Regions from separate parts of the Mus musculus genome. Here region 1 is linked to region 2. The links are chromatin contacts, called in public ChIA-PET maps. All regions are on one chromosome and are shown on one strand. The core of a region is the stretch at or near the end of the contact, and the rest is flanking DNA. Distances in the headings are between cores, read along the strand shown.

Region 1 (6,120 bases), core at 1,028-3,527, 67 kb after region 2:
AAACCACAGTTTAAAACACCACAACCAGGGCTGGAGGCAGTGGTAAAGAACCCTCCTAGCACATGGAAGGCCTTCGGTTCAACCCCTACCTACTTAACCTAAAGAAGAGTAAATAAGCCACAACCCAGACTATCTAGTTTACATATAATGATACCCTAGAGGAAGCAGTCTCTAGCTATGATACTCTTAAGTTAATGGCTAATTTTAATCAAATTTAACTTACAAAGCCCTAATGCTATCAGTACAATGGGAGCTAAAACTAAATTTGCGAGGTTGTTTTAAATTGAAAGTAGAGAGATGGAAGAAATTATCGAACAATCAACAGAACAAATATCATTAAAAACAATGCATTCTGAGTAACTGAGCCTTAGTATAAGATGGCCAGCATCTACCACACATCTGCTAGTGAGCAGCTAAACCTTAATGCCATCTGCCAACTGGGAACAGTAGGGGGAAAAAAAGAGCTGGAGCACTCCTGCCAGCGCTGACATTGTCCCTGTGGGGTTCTTGCTCTCTCTGATCTTCGGTTTCCCCATTTCTAAAGACATCTGAGAACTCATCCCAGTCAAAATGCTAGGACTCCACGTTGTTCTCTGGATATGCTAATTACAAACAATGACTTGTCTATTAGCTAAAGCAGGCATGCACTAGGACTTAAAATACATTGGGGGGTACTCTATAAGCTTGCTAAGAGACTCTCCTCAAATAGCTCGGATAAAGTGGACTTTATAAAAGCATTTTCAGAATGCCTCGCAGGGGTTTAAAACATTCCAAGATCAGCAGCAAATGTCCAGCTTCCCCGACTCTTCCCTAGTCTACAGGACCTCCAAGAAGACTAATGAAGATGAAGCTCTTCTGTAAACTAGACAAGCCATAGATACAAGCCCCAAGGCTGCTGTATGCATAAATAAATTTGGGAACTGAAAATAGGAGACCTGATTATCACAGGAAGGAACAAGGAAACACAAGTCCCTCTTCATCACCATAGAGAATGACCAAGATTCTCCTTCACAAATCACCTACCTACCTCAAATGAATACAAAAATGAAAGGGCTAAGAACAAAGAAAAGTAACTCAACACAACTACTTTCAGAAATTCCAAAGTAAGCCATATATGTGGTGCATGCCTGAAATCTCAGCACTTGGGAAACAAAGATAAGAGATCAACTGTCAAGAGCTGAAGAAGGCAATCCTGATCTACATAGAAACAAACAAAACATTCCAGTACTCTGGAATTTCATTACTACACAACGAGTCTGTGCTTGGCCCGTTCTTAAGTGTCAGTTCATTACCTGGCCTCGTAATTGAGTTCATCACCTAATGTTAAGAATTGAGAATTCTTAAGTCACATTTTGTATGCTACCACTCAGAGAGATAAGCAAAAGGATCCATCTTGAGTTTGAGGCCAGCCTGGCATACAAAGGAAGCCTCTGCCTCTAAAACAAGTAACAAAGTAAACACACTGCCATTTGACAAGGTCTGTGGAGGTATAACACAGAAATCATAAAGATTAGTCTTTAACTGTGAGGCTGGAGCTCTTGTGTGAAGATGAGAGGGGCCCAGGCCAAAGCACATGCTCTCTGAGAGGTCACGTGGGTCAAGCTCAGAAAGTGGCGCTTCTGCAACGTGCAAGCTAAGGAACAGACAGGGCTCACAAACAGCCCTGTGAACTGAGTATCTCTCTGCAGATGCTTAGGGACTGTCCTTGTTCTAACATTGTCATAGTGGTCCTTATCCACCCACCCAATTTTTCAAGACCCTTGCTGCTAAAGCTAAGTAGAAGCAAGCAGCACACGGCGCCATTAAACTTTCCAGACCAAAGCCACACGCCCAGCAGCCACTCAGTCAACTCAGTTAAGGTGACACATCAGTAGGCAGCCATCTTCTTCTAAGGACTTGCAGTAGGCACAAAGAAACAAACCATGAAGTGCTGATGAGACAATTACAGTAAGTTTTATAGGTAACAAGAATGGCCACTGTGGATTTTGATTGCTAGGTTAACAATCTTTTGTGGCTCTGCTAGTCCATCAACAGTGAGCAGAGAAGGTGAGAGCAGAATCCTTTTAAGCTATAAACCACAGATAAACAGAGAAGACTCGGGTTATGTGGGTGAGGCCAAGTTAGAGCCCACAGCTTTGAGAACTATGACTGGGTTCTACCCCACACTAGCATTTCCTATGCAGAGAGTGGCTCACAACAGAAGGAAGAGAGCCAAGTCCAAAGAAATAAAAGGGAAGGAAAAAAGGCCCTTAATAGAGAGCTACATCTCACCACTGCTGCGCTAATTCAGACTAGTGAAGCAACGAGCTGGCAACTTCTCTAAGCTGGACCCTGGTCACACATGTCCATATTGGGTGCAAAGTTTCCCTATGGAAGCAACCATCCAGTGGTATTCACTTCTGAATTAATAGCCCAGTGTTCCTGGAAATTTCCCAGGGAAACATGGCAAAGAGAAAGTCCTTCTGAAGAGGAACTACTTTTAAACTGATAATAGTATTCAACAGAAGGGTTTAGAACTGCATTTCAACAGTTTGGGGAAGAAAGTATTCTTAGCTCAAAAACACTCAGTAGGTAAGGCTCAGCAGTTCCGAGTTGGCTCAGCAGGTAAGGGCACCTGCTGCCAAACCTGATGGAATCTGAGTTCTATCCCTGGGACCCAGAGTGTGGAAGGAGAGACCCAAGTTGTTCTCTGATCACCACAGATGCACACTCACACACCCCTACCTCCTCCACACTGTAAATAAAATGTAATTAACATTTTAAATCAAGGCACGCACCTAACCAACCGAGAAGCAGCAAATAAAAACTTTGCAGACAAACTGGTGGTTACCACCAAGTCAACTCAAAATTACTAATATAAAAGCTACACTCGGATACAAGGGAAGTGCTGCCAAAATATGAGGGGGCTTTCAAGCTGAAAAAAATCCCTTGAACCTCTACCAAGGCCTTAACTCACCAGGCCTGCGCAGTCAGCAGAGAGTCTGGTAATCACGCTCCTGCGGTCGGTCCAGGTCTGGCCCACTATCCTCGCCTTCACTTTCTTAGGCACCTTTTTTGCAAGAGTTGAATTCAAGTGCTCAGAGCTACAAACGCCCTGAGGCAGAGTGCCCAGGAACTACTACTCCTTCAAAAGTCCACATTCCCAGGGCTTCCTTTTGTTTTATTTTTAAATCAAAGAACCCTGAAAACAACATGATATGTTATACTGACCTGCTGTGTCTGGAGTTACTCCGGGCCTACCATATGGACCAGAGAACTGTCACTCTAGAATTATTAACCATCTCCTTACACCTTCAGTTAGTCATCTAAAATACCTCTTCTTTATCATCTTTCTAAAGCGTTTATTGTATGTATTTTGCATTGTAGAAGCCAAGGAGCTGGCTCTCTCCCTCTACACTCGGGACCAAAGTAACTCGAAGTTTACAAATGAAAGGGCTACTGTCTTGACAAAATTATATAAAATTAACCCAAGTCTAGGCACAAGAAAAGAACTAGACCATAGTGATCATCTCCTAGTCTGACTTCACAAATGGCCTGCACATTACCCAGCTCACAATAACTCCAACAAGCTAATCACGGTTACGGGACTGCTTTTACAAAAACCATCTACCACAGTTGTGACTTCAATTTGCCTTTAGGACTCTGACTCGAAAGCCTAGGGCGCCTCTCCTTCAGAGAATCTTGCTGGGGATGTGGAGTAATGGCATCTGACTCATAAAGTGCAGCAGACATACCCCAGAAGCTACAATGAGGAGTCACCGTGGCTCCTCGTGCTCCAGCACTGTAACAAAGCACTACCAGTAAGCCATTAAGTGGGAAGACCACTTCCAAAGGCTTTTAGGTACCGGAGTCAATGTGAAGTCAGACTCCCAAGACATTACATTTTATGTAACTATTTGAAACTTGGGTCAAGATTGAGTTGTCATTAAATGCTGGCTCAGATCAAGCAAGCAGGCAGACATAGTGATAGAGCACACACTTCACAGCAAAGGGGAAAACCCAATCAGAAGATGCAAATGGCCTTAAGAACAAGCAAAATCACACAATGGCCCTGAAACAAACTAATGATTTCAACAGACATTTTCATATTGTCAAAGTGTAATATATAAAACTCTCCTATCTGTTCAGGCACTATGGCCAGGAGAGGACGTTAAAGAAAACAATCACAAGTCTCTTTCCCCGCAGCTCCATGGGATGTCAAGGAGCACTCAGTCTGTGACGATTTAGCAAGACAAACTTTATTCTGTACTTGCTTTTTCATAGTGAGACTCGCTGCCAAGCCGCACATACGTTCCGGGCAATGTTCAAAGCTAGTAGCAGATGTAGATTTAAGCAAACAGAATGTGCATTTGAAAAAAGAATTAAATACAGTCTACTTTGGGTGGAGAGAATTATGGAATACACAGATTTCTCAAAAGTTCCATACTCTCTTCACCCCGTCTGTATCATGCATTCATCCCTTGTTTCAATTAACACATCTGTTAGTAATGCCACTCCTGGGACGGCTTTGAATTTTGGTAATGGCTCAATTTTTCACAATAAAGTGTCCAATATAAGTTATTCTTTACCTAGAAACTACACTGTCCTATTTAAAAGAAATGGCAAAATATTGCCTTTGTCCTGATTGGTTAGATATAGTCCTTCAACTAAATATGAATTCTGGCAAAATAATTTCTTTTGAATGTCAGGCTGGGGACAAGGAACTAGAAGTAAGGCAAGAGGGTGGTCACTAGTTTATTTTTTTTAAACTATTAAGAGCTTTTGACAATTAATGGAATATTTGGGGGGTGGTGCTGGTATAAGGAACCTTTATGGTTTAAGGAGTTGCCCATAAAACAGAAGAAAGTAAGAGAATAGCAGATCTTCGTCCTGTCTTCTTAATCAGGATCTTAAAATACAGCTTAAATCTTAAAATACAGCTAGGAAATCTATTGGGAAGTTAACTGTGTGTCATCTGACACTTGTGTATCTCAAATTAATTTACCTGCATGGGATCAGAGACAGACTCTTTACTACATGAAAAACTGCCACAAAATGACTTTCTGACCATTCCAGCATAGTATATGCCAGGCAAAGCAGTTGAGAATCCTGGGTGTGGACAAAATACTTCATAAGGCCCTTTCGTAAGGCAGAAAATATCTCTTTCATATTTACAGCCATCTAGGAGGCACTTCTACAAGGTTAGTGTGATTATAAAACGAGATGCTTGGGAGTGGGTGGGTAGGGGAGTGGGGGGGAGGATATGGGGGACTTTTGGGATAGCACTGGAAATGTAATTGAGGAAAATACGTAATAAAAAATATTTTAAAAAAAAGAAAAAGAAAATGTAGTTGATGAAAAAAAACGAGATGCTACAAATACTCTGAAGGAATGGAGTGTTGATAATCTACTAAAAAAGGCAACAATTATCAGAAAACTGTCTGTGTGTTTATGCCCTACCCCAATCTACAAAGGGTATGAAGTAGCTTTTGCTAAATTATATAAAATAACCAGTCATATCAGGTCAGGAAAAGTATGCATTAGCGAAGAGAACACAGGAATTAGGAGTGAGCAGAGTGACTCAGCACGGGTAACTTCTGGTTCTTGGCATTCCAGCTATCAAAACAAGACGGGAAGTGCTATCATTTACATTGTCCAATAAGAGAGAAATACCTCAAAATATCTCAAGTAGACGAGATTTTCTTTAGTATCTAGCCCTAAATATAGTTTCCACATGTAGCTTCAATAAAAACGATTGTGTAGTTTTAAAAAATGGACTCTTATTTCTACAATAAATAATATCTTGACTTGACAATGCTATAACTCTGGATTTTTTTTTTAATGTGCAAGGAGAGAATGGGGTCATGAGTACTTTTCAAAACAATAAAAATAGTGTACTGAGGGTGGGGATATATATGAGAAGGAACGACTGTCAAACTGAATCAAAGTTTCTCCTATATGGATCTGTGCATCAACTTCAGTCTCCAATTCAAAAAGCAAATCAAAAAACCAGAGTGAGACACACCAATGCCGAACATACTAAATATTCAAAAGAAAGCTAATGATGACCTAGGACTGCTTGCAGATTACAGAAGGTTGGTGTCAAGTGACTCATAGAATCACTGACCTTAGCTGGAAGCA
Region 2 (6,588 bases), core at 1,829-4,328:
GGCCAGGCACTGAAGACTGGATAACCTACAGACCCAGCTAGGGTAGAACCAAGGAAGACTGGCAAAAACAAACATCCCTAACGATGTTCTGCTATACTCATAAATCAGTGTCTTATCCAGTCATCATCAGAGAGGCTGCCTCTGGCAGCAGGTGGGAAAGGATGGAGAGACCCAATCAGATACTATGCAGAGTCTAAACTGGTGGTCTCCACTGGGTCCCTCCCCTTAGCGCTTGAGGAACCCCAAGGAAAAGGGAGAGAAAAGCTTCTAGGTGTCAGAGGGGACAGAGGACACCGAGAGAACATGCCCACTGAGTGAATGAAGCAGGGATCTTATGGGCTCACAGAGATGGAAACAGCAAGCATGGTGCCTGCATGGGTCTGAACCATGAGAGTATGTTATGGCTGTTGGCTTGGTGTTTTTGTGAGACTCCTAACAATAAGAGTAGGTAAGTCTCTAGCTCCTTTGGCTGCTCTTGGGACTCTTTTCCTCCTACTGGGTTGCTTTGTTGAGTCTCACCATGAGGGCCTTTGCCTTGTCTTATTGTATCTTGTTTTGTCATGTCGGGCTGCTGTCTCTTGGAGGCCTGTTCCTTCTTGAAGCTAAATGATCGGGAAGTGGATCTGGGGGAGAGGAGTGGTGGGGGAGGGAGATGTAAAGGGTGGAGGAAGGGGAAACTGTGGTCCGGATGTATTGTATGAGAGAAGAATCTATCAATAAGAAGTGGTCACTGTGAACTAGATACCTAAGAAGCAAACCTTGGGAACACCCATGAGGACAGTCAAGGCTGAGGTTAGTCTTTGAGACTGTCTGTGAGGGAACATCTTGGTTTTGTTAGTTGATGAGAGAAAAACCATCTTAACTACAGGCCAGACCATACAAGATGGAGGACTCTGGACTACATAAAGGGAGGAAGGCAAGCAGAATACTGGCACTCATGCATTCATTTTTTGCTTCAGAGAAACAGAATATGGGAAGGGGGAGGGTTTTTTAATTACCTGGATCACTCAACTGGAGCCAGTGTGTTTGAAATGTGTAGGCAAGCCAGCTTGCTGGAACTAGAGTAATTCCCATGTCTTCAGATTTTCCATCTGTGAAATAGGGTTCACACATACATCAGGCAAGTCTATGGTAAAAATAAAGAGGAACCATGATTGCACAAAGCCCATGGCAGAACACTAGGCTGGTGACAGTAGTGTCTTCTTCCTCTTCATTCAGTGTAGAGGAGCAGCCTTCGAATCACAGTTGGGATTACTGGATTCCACAGTCCATTGCCCTCTCAGACTACAAAATGAACACACACACACACACCACTTACTACAGCTTGACTTGTGGCCTTCTGACTGTCTAACTCCCTGACAGTGTGGAAATGACAGTCAGAAGGAACTATATCTATATGCTGAGCCCCTTCCAGGTAGCAGTTCACAGTGCCACCCTCTCTCTCAGAATAGCAGGCAATGTCATCCCCACCACCAGAAGAGGAAGGCATGACAACACTGAAGGAACCCAGCAGGCTATGCTGCAAAGATGGGCCCTTTAGGAGCCTAGGTGTGTTCAGCTTACAATGTTTTCAACTTAGACTCAGCAGGTTGTAGCGCCATTGTAAGTTGAGGAGCCCATGAAGCTGGGCTTGGGTCTTAGTTGGGGTTACTATGGCTGGGATGAAACACCATGGCCAAAGCAACTTGTGGAGAAAAGGCTTTATTCCACCCAGTTCTGTGTTTGTAGCAGTTCAACATCAAATGCCGTGAGGGCAGACACTCACGCAGGGCAGGAACCTGGAGGCAGGAGCTGATGCAGACACTATGGAGGGTGCTGCTTACTGGCTTGTTCCCATGGCTTGCTCAGTTTGCCTTCTTATAGAACCCAGGACCATCAGTCCTGGGAGTGGTACACTCACAATGGGATTGGGTCCTCATCCATCACTAATAAAGGAAATGCCCTACATCCCCATCTTATGGAGGCATTTTCTTAATTGAAGTTCCCTCCTCTCAGATTTAGCCTGTGTCATGTTGACATAAAACTATCTGGCATCTAAAACAGAACATTGCTGAATCATCACATGGAGGATCACAACAAATCAAGAACCAAAGACAGAAAGTCTGTTTACAGGAAGGGAAATTACAGGGTTAAGAAAATTCACATAACATCTCCCTGACCATCCTAATAAATATGTACTATTCAGTTCAGAAGGTGACCCCGCCCCTAGCTACATTAGTTTATCAGGACCACGTCAACGAGAATCACATTCTGGAGCCTAAAGGCTGGAAACTAGGGTTCAACAAGTGTGGTTTCATCCAAGGCCTCTACCCTGGACTTGTAGAAGGCCATCTGCCCCCTATTTCGTTCCAAGTAAATCCTCTCTCTGTCTCTGTCTCTGTCTCTGTCTCTGTCTCTGTCTCTGTCTCTGTCTCTGTCTTTCTCTCTCTCCTGAATCTGTGTGTCTGTGTGCATGTGTTATGTGTCTGAGTGGATGGGGGGTGGGGGAGGGTATCCATCCACCCCTGTCTTCTCATTTCTTCTCTTTATAAGATTTTTATAAGACTGGACTCACCAGTGAAAACTGCATTTCTAGCTTAGACCTTTTTAAAAGCCCTCTCCCCAAATATGCTCACATTCTGGGACACTAGAGGATTAAAACACTAACATCTGAATTTTCTATGCAACGTAATTCATTCTATAATGCCACCTAACTTACCAATGACATTCAGTGACACAAAGACTACCTAGTCTGTGCCACTGCCCCCCACCCCCACCCACCCACACACACCCTACAATGGATATATATCAGTCCTTAAAGGACCTGGCTGTGCTTACACTCACAGCACAGGAAAAGGTGAAAGACTTGGATTGGCAATTCACATGTACATACATACAAGTGCATATGTCCCGTGTGATCAGTGTCACACATCACAGGCTTAGCATCGCAGGCTACAGAAACTGAGTCACAGAAGAGTTCAATCAGTGATCCTGTCAGCCCGATTTAGCAAGGCCTCAGGGCCTCAGGATGGAAAGCAAGTGGACTGCATAATAATCAGGGTAGGTCAGAGTAGTAGCTCACTTATCTATAGAAGCATCAACCATATCACAGTTTACTGGGAGTCAGCATCGTCTAAGTGAGACAGCCCAGAGTGCGTGAACTGTATCAATAAGGGGCATGCATTCCAGAAAGAAGAAACACAAGCATTTAACCATCACAAAAGGCAAACAAACAAACAAAAAAGCGCATCTAAAGGCTGCTAACAAAGAAGCAGCTATCACTCTAAATTCTGAACAGGTTTCTAACTCCAAAAGGGCAGCAAATCATGTTACTTATCATTTAAAAATAACTGGGATTTAAGAAATGAAATTAGACAAGTGATTAATGCATCATCTCGAGCCAGAGTTCCTTTGATAGTTGGAAGAAAATAAAAGCCAGCCAAGAAATAAACATTTCAAATTCAGGTGCTTTGCAATCTGTGCTCCAAATGTTTGCCTGAGTTTGGGAAGAGGTGGCCTGCTCTGCATGCACAGTAACCCGCGTTCTGGCTCCAGTGAGTTACCTTCAAAATAAGAGCATCGGCTGAAGAAGCCACCACTGCCATGGGCACAAGGCCTCCTGAGACAAACACAGAAGCCCCGCCAGGAAATGGGTTGGTGGAGGAGGTCCTGTGGGTGTTGGGAAGACACCTTTGTGGTTTATGTGTTTGTTTGCTTGGTTGCTTGGCTGGCTGGCTCATTGGTTGGCTTTTTAACTTGCTAATTCTATTTATATTAGAAACCCAAGGAGAGCAAAGAGTCTTTTGACATAGTAAGAAAAAAACAAATGCGGGTGATAGACCCGTTTACGTAAAAAGAGACAAAAAGAAAGAAGTATGTGGTGAGTTAGAGAAGGGCTTTTTTGTTTGGTAGTGTTTTGGGGTTTTTTTAATTTGTTTTTTCAAGACAGCATTTCTCTGTGCAGTAGCCTTGGTTGTCCTGGAACCTACTGGGTACACAAGGCTGGCCTCGAACTCATAGAGATTCACCTGCTTTTGCTCTGTAGGATTTAAGGCACGTTCCACCACCGCCTGGCTAGAGAAGGGCTTCTTAACCCTGTTCTACTTACAACTAGTGTGGACCTAAGAAATTTTCATACAATACACAGTACAAAAAAGACAGACACAAGATCAAACATTTATTGATAGTAAGCCATAAATAAGCGTCTTGTTAAAATATCTTTGACATGCATACAACTTCACGCTCTGTAAAGACAAAAGCAAGCGGGGTGAATGAGCTTCGTTCTTACCTAAAACTGAAGACATTTTGTCTGAATATGGAATCGAGCAAGGTCCTCAGTCTTCAGGTTTCTGCTCAGTTGATAGCTATTTTGCTTTTCCAATTGCCTGTCCTGAGAACATTTCTTTGCATAAATACATGGAAAAAAAAAAAACGGCAGATGTATGCTGAGGGCCATTTTAGAAATTATTGGAAATTCTGTTCTAATCCCAAACCAAACTTCATGTAATTGTTTTTGATGAAACTACTTTCAGGAACTCAAACGGCAGTGTTTAAAAAAATCAAATATTCTAAAACAATAGAACACAAAGATATTACTAACTTGATACTTACATGCTGAGGACTGACAGTAGAAAAAATACTCAGAATTTGTTTCCCCTAATAAAGCTGTGAGACTATCCACAGGAAACGAGGATTCTTAAAGTCTAATTTCTTTTTAGAGATGACTAGGTCAGAAATGGAATCAGGAACCTCGAGCTACTGGACAGAGGAATGAACATAGATAACAGGATGCCCTTCACAAGCTAAAAGAAAGGAGATTGAACGTTTTCAAAGTAAAGATATTTTGAAATTTATTTTATGTTTTAGGTGTATAATTGTTTTTGCTGCATGTTTGTCTGCTTACTACATGCAAATCTAATGTCAGAAGAGGCCAGAAGAAGGAGTCAGATCCCGTAGAATCGAATTTATAGAAGGTTGTGGGTCATATGTGGGTACTGGGAACAGAACCTGGCTCTTTTGGAAGAACAACTGAAAGACTCCGAAAGGAGCCCCTCGCTCAGGCCTTAGGACAATAGTGGACACCCAACAACTCACGACAGACCGAGCTTGTTGCAAACCACATGAGGCTTTATTCGGGGAAAGCCAGAGCTCTGGGGATGACTCATATCCCACGAAGGGGTAGAGGAGTCGACCTCGAGGGGAAAGAGGTCCCAGTTTTTATAGGCCCTCAGGGGGGAAAGGAGAGGGGGGAGAGTAGGGGATTTCCAGATCTAAACAATGTCTATTCTCAAGAAATGGGTATGGGAGGGGTACAAGGAAAGAGTCTAATGAAGGTGCAGCAATGGGCACACACCTGGTCAGAACATTGGCAGACACACAGGTTCCAGGAGTGGCCAGAGCATTGTGCACCTCTATTTTTCTAAATCAGTGAAGCTAGTTCTGCTAACACTGATGTCTATCTTGCCAATTTCAGGGCTTCTGTGACCTTTTACATTCTGTCAGGATCTTTCACAACCAACTCTCTAAATTGCTAAGCCATCTTTCCATCCCAAGATAAATTTTTGAGGAAGTGCCTTTGATAGAGTTTCTATTGCTGCAAGGAAACATCATGACCAAAAGCCAGTTGGGTGTGGAAAGGGTTTGTTCAGCTTACATTTCCACAAGATAGTCCATCACTGAAGGAAGTCAAGACATTTCCACATGATAGTCCATCACTGAAGGAAGTCAAGACAGGAACTCAAAAAGGGCAGGAACCTGGAGGCAGGAGCTGATGCAGAAGCCATGGAGGGGTGCTGCTTACTGGCTTACTTAGCTGCTTCTTCATAGAACCCAGGACACTACTAGCCCAGGGATGGCACCACCCACAGTGGGCTGGGCACTCCCCCTTCAATCACAAATTAAGAAAATGGCCCTTAGGCTTGCCTACAACAAGATCTATTATTTATTTAAGGTTTTTTTGGTAAAGGTTTATTTATTTGTTATATGTAAGTACACTGTAGCTGTCTTCAGATGAACCAGAAGAGGGCGTCAGATCTCATTACAGATGATTGTGAGCCACCATGAGGTTGCTGGGATTTGAGCTCAGGACCTTCGGAAGAGCAGTCAGTATTCTTAACCACTGAGCCATCTCTTCAGCCCCCTTACAACAAGGGGGCTTTTCTTTCCCTATCATAATATTTTTTTTTTGATTCTTTGGGATTTCACGTCATGCACCCTGATCACATTCACACTGAAGAATTTGTGACGTTATCTTTTGAATCAACACAAAGAAGGAAAAGGAGAGGGAGGGAGGGAGGGAGAGAGGGAGGGAGGGAGGGAGGGAGGGAGGGAGGGAGGGAGGGAGGGAGGGAGAGAGAGAGAGAGAGAGAGAGAGAGGGAGAGAGAGAGAGAGAGAGAGAGAGAGAGAGAGAGATTCACTTCACCGCTTTTCTGGGCATCGTGTTCCTCATTTATAAAAGCAAGGAGGCATGGCCACAGATTTCCTAACTACAAGGCTCTTAGCCTAACCAGTTTCCCCGAGGCCTGGCCAAGGGTCTTCCTCAGTCCTATTTCCAAAGGAAACCAAGGTTTTGGCAGTCTGACCTATCCAGTCTTGCCTAGCTTCAAAGG

What was found. ChIA-PET counts read pairs in DNA pulled down with a chosen protein or histone mark.
Region 1: a contact with region 2 is called in an RNA polymerase II ChIA-PET map of effector CD8 T cells, with 16 read pairs. The contact joins two enhancer-like sites. A contact is called at or near these places in 1 of 15 datasets of contacts at CTCF or cohesin (CD8 T cells), 1 of 484 Hi-C or Micro-C datasets (MC3T3-E1-derived osteoblasts), 3 of 115 datasets of contacts at active chromatin or transcription factors (CD8 T cells, effector CD8 T cells and embryonic stem cells) and 1 of 9 other capture datasets (adipose tissue).

What each region holds. Positions count from the first base shown.
Region 1 is chr15:51,801,159-51,807,278 of GRCm38.p6, forward strand. The region is part of intron 2 of Eif3h (eukaryotic translation initiation factor 3, subunit H); the gene reads right to left. Among named protein-coding and RNA genes, the nearest start is that of Gm41320, 29 kb to the left of the region's middle. Within about 2 kb of position 2,278, at least 61 of the 459 cell types and tissues checked have an H3K27ac peak or open chromatin away from gene starts, as enhancers often do. A contact at or near this core is called in CD8 T cells and effector CD8 T cells, where this site is marked.
Region 2 is chr15:51,733,228-51,739,815 of GRCm38.p6, forward strand. No RefSeq gene overlaps it. Among named protein-coding and RNA genes, the nearest start is that of Gm41320, 39 kb to the right of the region's middle. Within about 2 kb of position 3,079, at least 22 of the 459 cell types and tissues checked have an H3K27ac peak or open chromatin away from gene starts, as enhancers often do. A contact at or near this core is called in CD8 T cells and effector CD8 T cells, where this site is marked.